Regions from separate parts of the Danio rerio genome. Here region 2 is linked to region 1. A link is a contact called in public Hi-C data. All regions are on one chromosome and are shown on one strand. The core of a region is the stretch at or near the end of the contact, and the rest is flanking DNA. Distances in the headings are between cores, read along the strand shown. Region 1 has its middle 49 kb from the start of nanos1. Region 2 holds the start of lbx2 (ladybird homeobox 2).

Evidence for each region. A called contact is a pair of places that touch in the nucleus more often than the background predicts.
Region 2: a contact with region 1 is called in a Hi-C map of embryo, with 5 times the contacts expected there. The contact joins the promoter of lbx2 here to the enhancer-like site in region 1. A contact is called at or near these places in 7 of 18 Hi-C or Micro-C datasets (caudal fin, embryo, fibroblasts and 2 more) and 3 of 4 datasets of contacts at active chromatin or transcription factors (caudal fin, embryo and gastrula embryo).

The regions. Positions count from the first base shown.
Region 1 is chr14:5,693,202-5,696,769 of GRCz12tu, forward strand. No RefSeq gene overlaps it. Among named protein-coding and RNA genes, the nearest start is that of nanos1, 49 kb to the left of the region's middle. Within about 2 kb of position 1,725, at least 3 of the 62 cell types and tissues checked have an H3K27ac peak or open chromatin away from gene starts, as enhancers often do.
Region 2 is chr14:5,914,341-5,917,925 of GRCz12tu, forward strand. It overlaps lbx2 (ladybird homeobox 2), which reads left to right and starts at 1,328. Exons shown (of 2, transcript NM_001007134.1): 1 at 1,328-1,964; 2 at 3,296-3,585. The coding sequence starts at 1,637.

The DNA of each region.
Region 1 (3,568 bases), core at 475-2,974:
TTCAATAGCCAACAATGCGCCAACAATTCATCAACAATGTGCCTTTATAAACCCCAACAACCATGAGCCCACAAAGTGGTGCAAAATGGATTTGCTAATTAAACAATGTGGCGTAAAACATGAAAATTACTGTTGCGTTAGTCTGAAAATACCAACAAATCGTGCAAAACACGTCTTGAGCCTTATTGCGCCTGGAGTATGATAGGGCCTCTAGTGTTTTCCATTTCTTCTTATTATGGAATTAAAATTTTATCATCAGGTGATTACGTTTCTAAGTTAAAGACCCCCCTCCACTCTTTTTTCCTCCCTAGCTTTTCATTCATTCATTCATTCATTTTCTTGTCGGCTTAGCCCCTTTATTAATCCGGGGTCGCCACAGCGGAATGAACCGCCAACTTATCCAGCAAGTTTTTACGCAGCGGATGCCCTTCCAGCCACAACCCATCTCTGGGAAACATACACACAAACATTTACACACTCATACACTACGGACAATTTAGCCTACCCAATTCACCTGTACCGCATGTCTTTGGACTGTGGGGGAAACCGGAGTACCCGGAGGAAACCTACGCGAAGGCAGGGAGAACATGCAAACTCCACACCGAAACGCCAACTGAGCCGAGGTTCGAACCAGCGACCTTCTTGCTGTGAGGCGACAGCACTACCTACTGCGCCACTGCCTCGCCCTAGCTTTTCATTATCTATGAAACTGGACAACCAAAAGAGCATTTGTTTAAGTGTTTTAGCAAACTTGCTAATTCTCAACACATGTCCACAGGAGGCTTAAAAATTGGCAAAATGGAAATATAATAAATACACATACACAGCATTACAATTCTTTACATAAAATTACTGAAGGCAAAAGCAAAGGCGACATGATCCAACAAACTAACAGTAGACTATTTGTGCAAACACTGCTGTTTTGTTTTTATCCCCTTTTTGAGAACACTACTAAAAATATTTAGATTACCTTTTGATTTTAAGCTACCTGGTAAATCATTCCACAGTTTGGCTCCCTTTACAGAGAAGACAGATTGACCAAAGGAGGTCTTACACTTTTGGCACTAGACAGTCACCATTAGCAGTTGCTCGTTTAACTCTGTGAGAGGTTTTCTACATTGTTGCTTGGTATTAGGCGACGCAGTGGCGCAGTAGGTAGTGCTGTCGCCTCACAGCAAGAAGGTCGCAGGTTCGATCCTTGGCTCAGTTGGAGTTTGCATGTTCTTCCTGCGTTTGCGTGGGTTTCCTCCGGGTGCTACGATTACCCCCACTGTCCATAGACATGCGGTACAGGTGAATTAGGTAGGCTAAATTGTCCGTAGTGTATGAGTGTGGATGTGAGTGTGGATGTTTCCCAGAGATGGTTTGCGGCTGGAAGGGCATCCGCTGTGTAAAAATGTGCTGGATATGTTGGCGGTTCATTCCGCTGTGGCGACCCTGGATTAATAAAGGGACTAAGCCGACAAGAAAATGAATGAATGAATGCTTGGTATTATTTGCATTTATATATTATATATTTCTTGCATCAAATTGAACTGTATCAAGTTATATATTTTATTATGGTGTGGTATACAGTATTTTTGAACTAATTATTGAATTCTTCAGTTTACTTCATTAAAGATAACATGCTTACGAAGCTGTGAAATACATCTCTTTTTCATTTCAGGATTTGAGCTTCAGTCTGGTTCAGGGAACGTGATGGAGGAGAAGAAGGACTGTAGGTGGCAGTGTGGTTTCGCTCACTCCCATGAGCAGCGCACAGAGCTCCTGCAACAGGAACTGACCACAGGTACTGAAGGACAGTGCAATCCAAACATCCATCTATCTGATGCATGAGAGCCATGCCTGAGAATGCAGTGGAGAGAGAAACACAAAACCACAGAGATGGAAGAAACCGCTGTGAACCTGCAGGGTGGAGAGATGATATAGCGGCGTCAGGTTTGATGTGCTTGCTAATGCATAAAAGCGTTGCAGCTTGGTGTGTTTCTAGCCTGAGATACAGGAAATTCTATAGGGAATAGGAGTCATGTAAATTGCTTTGTGATCAGCGTGCAGCTGTATAAAGGGCATTTATATTTTAAAAGAGGCCTTGTTATAGTGAGGGTTTTATAGTGAGCGCATATACGAAAATCTACTATAATGCATGTAAAATTTCTTAAAATTGATATTTATTAATATTACTATAAATTATGTAGAGCCAATAATATGTATAACTGTATAAATAATGGCAAAAAATTCAAAGAATGTTGCATTATACCTTTCTTTCTTTCCAATAAATAAATGTGTTTATAATATTTATTTATTTAATATATAAAATTTATTTCAGTGTTTCATTCCGCTGTGGCAACCCTTGATAAATAAGGGACTAGACCAAAGAAAAATGAATGAATGAATAAATATTAATTATAATGGTTAAATGTATGTAAATAAATAAATAAATATTATTGTCATCATCAGGTGATTAAGTAATAGCATGCATTTGCATACACATATGCAAAAGTTAAGTTATAAATGAAATACCCCCATACCAACCCCCCTAATACGTTTTATAGGGTACAGGCTAGCAATATATACTATATATATTTTATTCTTTTCATTAATTTATCTGTTATGGTGTCTATAGAATAAGTTTTATTAATAATGTTTTTTAATTGCCATTTTATTTTCAAAGATTATTTTTGCAACACTAATATGGACACGTTTCTTGCTTTGCTTTTATCTAAAATCCTTTTTGTAAATGTCTGTTTTATAAATCTCCATACTAACCTTTAAAATGTAAGTGGTCAAATACTTAATACTTCACAATCTATTTTGGGTAAACATTCATCAATTCATTCCTTAAATATTCATATTTTGTTGCCTTTTGTTGCCATCACATATCAACTTCAGCAAGTGAGCTTAAAGGGGTAGTTCACACAAAAATGTCTAATTCTGTCATTATGCACTTACTCTTGACTTCAAAGCTAAATTTGTGTCTTTGGTCTGTTAAATACAAAAGAAGATATTTTGAAAAATGTTGGAAACCATTGAGTTTTACAAGTTACAAGTTTTCAGCATTTCTTTTGTGTTTGACAGAAGAAAGAAACTCATAAAGTAAAACTTGAGCATGAGTAAATAGTGTTCCTTTATTAAAAAATCAGTCTGCAAAAACATGATGTAAAGATTATCATCATTATTATTATTATTATTATTACTGTCAATGATGAGCTTGATCTTTCTGCAAACAACTTTTTAACCCTGAAAAGTAAAAAAAAAAAAAAAAAAAAAAAAAGAGTTTTATTAACATTTTTAATCGTTTAAACTGATATATTGTCTGGGTTGGTGTTGTATATTACAGTGCAATGTTGTAATAAACTGCCAGTACATGTTCTGTTATATTCCACAGACTTATTTCTCTCTATATTATTTCTTATCCATTATACTATTTAAAACTACTAAAATATCATTAAAAGTTTCACTTTGAGTTGATTTTTCAACACCAAAAGTCGACAGTGCAGAGATCAAACTCCCATAATGCAATTCACAATAGTAAATAAACACATGTGAATCACACAATATGGAAACTGTT
Region 2 (3,585 bases), core at 78-2,577, 220 kb after region 1:
AGATTATAAAGGCCTATAAAGGAAAAAAAAATGTTAATGTTTAAAAGCAAGGTGAATCGGACAAAGAAAACATATCGTAGCCTATTATGGATGCACCAAGAAATCACGACCTGTTGTGTAAGAATAAAAAAATAGATATGCTTTTGTTAAATATATTCTTCTGGTACATCAGCCGTTGCTTTCATATATCCGGTGCTTTCTAAAGAAAAAAACACGATGTATTCTTACCTGCATATTCTTGCGAGTCCCACGAGCATCATTTGAGATTCTCTCCGACGCGCATTGTGTCAGAACAGCAGTGCTGGAAGTAGGCTATATGCTGCTTTTTCTTCTTTACCCACGAGCATTTTTACAAATTCGTAGAATGGAACTGTCCAGTATATATATATATATATATATATATATATATATATATATATATATATATATATATATATATATATATATATATATATATATATATATAATTATTGATAAGTTCTTCAAGCGGTCTCTAAAATCATATGAAAAGGAAAAATTCCTGTCAAAAATATATAACGATAATAATCTTTTAAAAAAATGTATGCCCTTGCATAAAAAAGTCATTTAAGTATTGAAGAGGTTACTTCAAAAACCAACACATTTTGTTAGCATCAACATTGAAATGTATGGTGAAATTAGTGTAAAAAGGAATATACAAATTTGTGTATTTATATTGTGTAATATTATTGTTGTCCAATAACTGATGCGGCTTTCTCAGTAAAATAATTTGTATTGTGCTGAAAGCCTGGCGTTATGATGACAGCAGATACACAAGGTGTGAGACAATTACGCTGTCAAAACAGCCTCCAAAAGTGCAATAATCACACCCTGCAATATTAATTAGCAAGTTGTTGCCATTAGGGCAACTCTTGAATATATTATTACTGAAATATTGCATTTTTGAATGTCATCAATGTGGATTTTTATAGACATTTCTATAATGTTTCTGTACATTTTTCATCAATCATATTATTATTATTATTATTATCATCATTGTTGTTGTTTTGAAATTGAGTTGTTGTTTTAAAATGAAATTGTATTAATTAACGTACTGCTTTACTCAAGGCTGTGTTGGTGTTAATGAGCACACACTCTCCCTTTTCAGGGTGGTATACGGGTGGAGCACGTGGTTTTCCCTAAGTGGGAGTGGGATGCATCAACAGATGCATAAACATCCCGAGCCATCTCCCCTCTCTTTAAACTTCAGGGGGAAACTCCTCCTATTCTCGGTCCAATTCATTATTATGGTCTGGCCCTTTAAGACGACGGAGCAGCGGGTCAGCAAGTAGTGTAGTGTTTCTCTAATTGAACTTCACAAAAGCAATCAACAAGAACTCGTTAGCGGTTGCTTGCTGTTTTGAGGCTCCTTGAGACACTAAGGCTACACACGGTGAAGATCTTCATGGAGCAGCTCAGAGAACACCGCGTATGAGGACTAAAGTTCGGGTGCCTTCCTGCATGTGACGCCTGAAGCATGGTGCTTTTGGAGAGCCTCTTCAGAGTGAGGAACAACAACGATTTTTTGTAAAGAAAGGAACAGACAAGGCTTTTGTATGTATAAACAAGTTTGAGCGAGCTAGGTGACTTCTATTCGAAATAGTTTCTTGGGACTGAGATGACCTCCAGCTCTAAAGACATGAAAGCAGGATCCGTTTTGCAGTCCAGCGGCGAGGAGAGGCGGCGGGGTCCCTTGGACCAACTCCCACCTCCGGCCAACTCCAACAAGCCTCTCACCCCGTTCAGCATTGAGGATATCTTAAACAAGCCCTCCGTTAAGAAGTCCGTCGGTAGTTTGTGCCCTCCGCGGGTGCTGGAGAAAGTAACCGGCTCGAGCGCATCTCGGAACGGGATCAGCGCCCCGTCCTCGCCGTTGTGCGCGCTGGAGGAGCTGGCGAGCAAAACATTTAAGGGTTTGGAAGTCAGCGTTATACAAGCAGCAGAAGGTAAAAAGTTCATAATTATTAACGAATTATCGCACTTGTTTTCAATGCACATATGGATTTTTAGTGACGCTTTTGGAAAATGCGAGCCATCATTTTATAAATGCATGTTTTACACGACATCGATTAAACAAAATAGCCTTTTACGAACACATACAAATGTATGTGTACTATTTCTTACTTGTTAGTCAAAAGGAGCATATTTATTTCGCTTTTAGGTAAAAAAGAAGATAACCTTAGCTTATTTATTAAATTCTTTGTCATAGCCTACATATTTTTAAACCGAATTTCAATAGCGGTTCGTAGAGTGTGATTGTCACTATTTCAGGAATTTCACCCACCGCCCTGAAAATCAAAACTTCTTAGATTCTCAAGCAAATATCCCCTCTTAAAACAAGCAATCATTTTCTCGAATTGCTATTTTTAATTCATTTTTTTTTTATGAAATGTTTTGCCTTATCCGTTAATGTCAGTAGCTAAATTACCCTTTTCTACAGAACGAAGTTATTTTTATTTTCATATATATGATATATGATATATATGATATATGATATATATGATAAAAATCGACGTGCGTTTACGAGGATGTTAAAGTGATGGAAATCATTCATGTTTGCTTGACATATTTACTGAAAACAGTTCTAGATCATGACGTTCGTGTTGACATTGCAGAACTGTCTGTCTCTGTGGGTCAAACTAGCAGTTAAGGTCGTCGGTAATACGATTGAGGCCAGTCCTGTGGCGTGATAGGCTGCTTGATTAACACATCAAATATTTCAAATTTACTTGGCAATCAATAGTTCAGATGTTTTGGAAAGTTTCTCCCCTTCTTTCAAGAACAGCTGTTATGCAGCTGGAATGAACAACTGCGGCCTATCACATAACACAACAGTGTGTACACTCAAAAATAAAAGTTCTAATTTGAACCAAACAGGATTTTGCAGCTTGATTATGCAAAAAAAATCTTTAAAAATTATATGTACAGTTTGCTTTGTTGGTGTAAAATTTATAGAAACAAAACACTAATATAAAGAAGTTATTAAGGACTTTTTAGTCTCCAGAGAACCACATAGCAACTCAAGAAACATGTACATCCAAAAATAGGACCACCAAGGAACTTTGAGTAACCTTCATAGAAATTGTAGTCCAAATAAGCAAAAATAGGAAATCCAGTCAAGCTTTTTTACTTAATATAAATCTGTATATTGCTTGAGAATGACTTACCAACTTATATGAAATTGTATAGATCTCTCTCTCTCACACACACACTGCCTGCATGCATTATTTCTGTCATGTGTTCCTGGAAATCAACTCTCCTTTCTTTCCATTTTAAGGTCGTGAACACATCAACGCCTTTGGCCAAAGACAGGCATCCAAAAAACGACGGAAGTCCCGCACAGCCTTCACCAACCACCAAATCTACGAGCTGGAAAAGAGGTTTTTGTACCAGAAATACCTCTCACCGGCTGACAGAGACCAGATAGCACAGCAGCTGGGGCTGACCAATGCGCAGGTCATCACCTGGTTCCAGAACCGACGGGCCAAGCTCAAGAGAGATCTGGAGGAGATGAAGGCGGACGTAGAGTCTCTCAAGAAAATCCCACCACAGGCATTGCAGAAACTG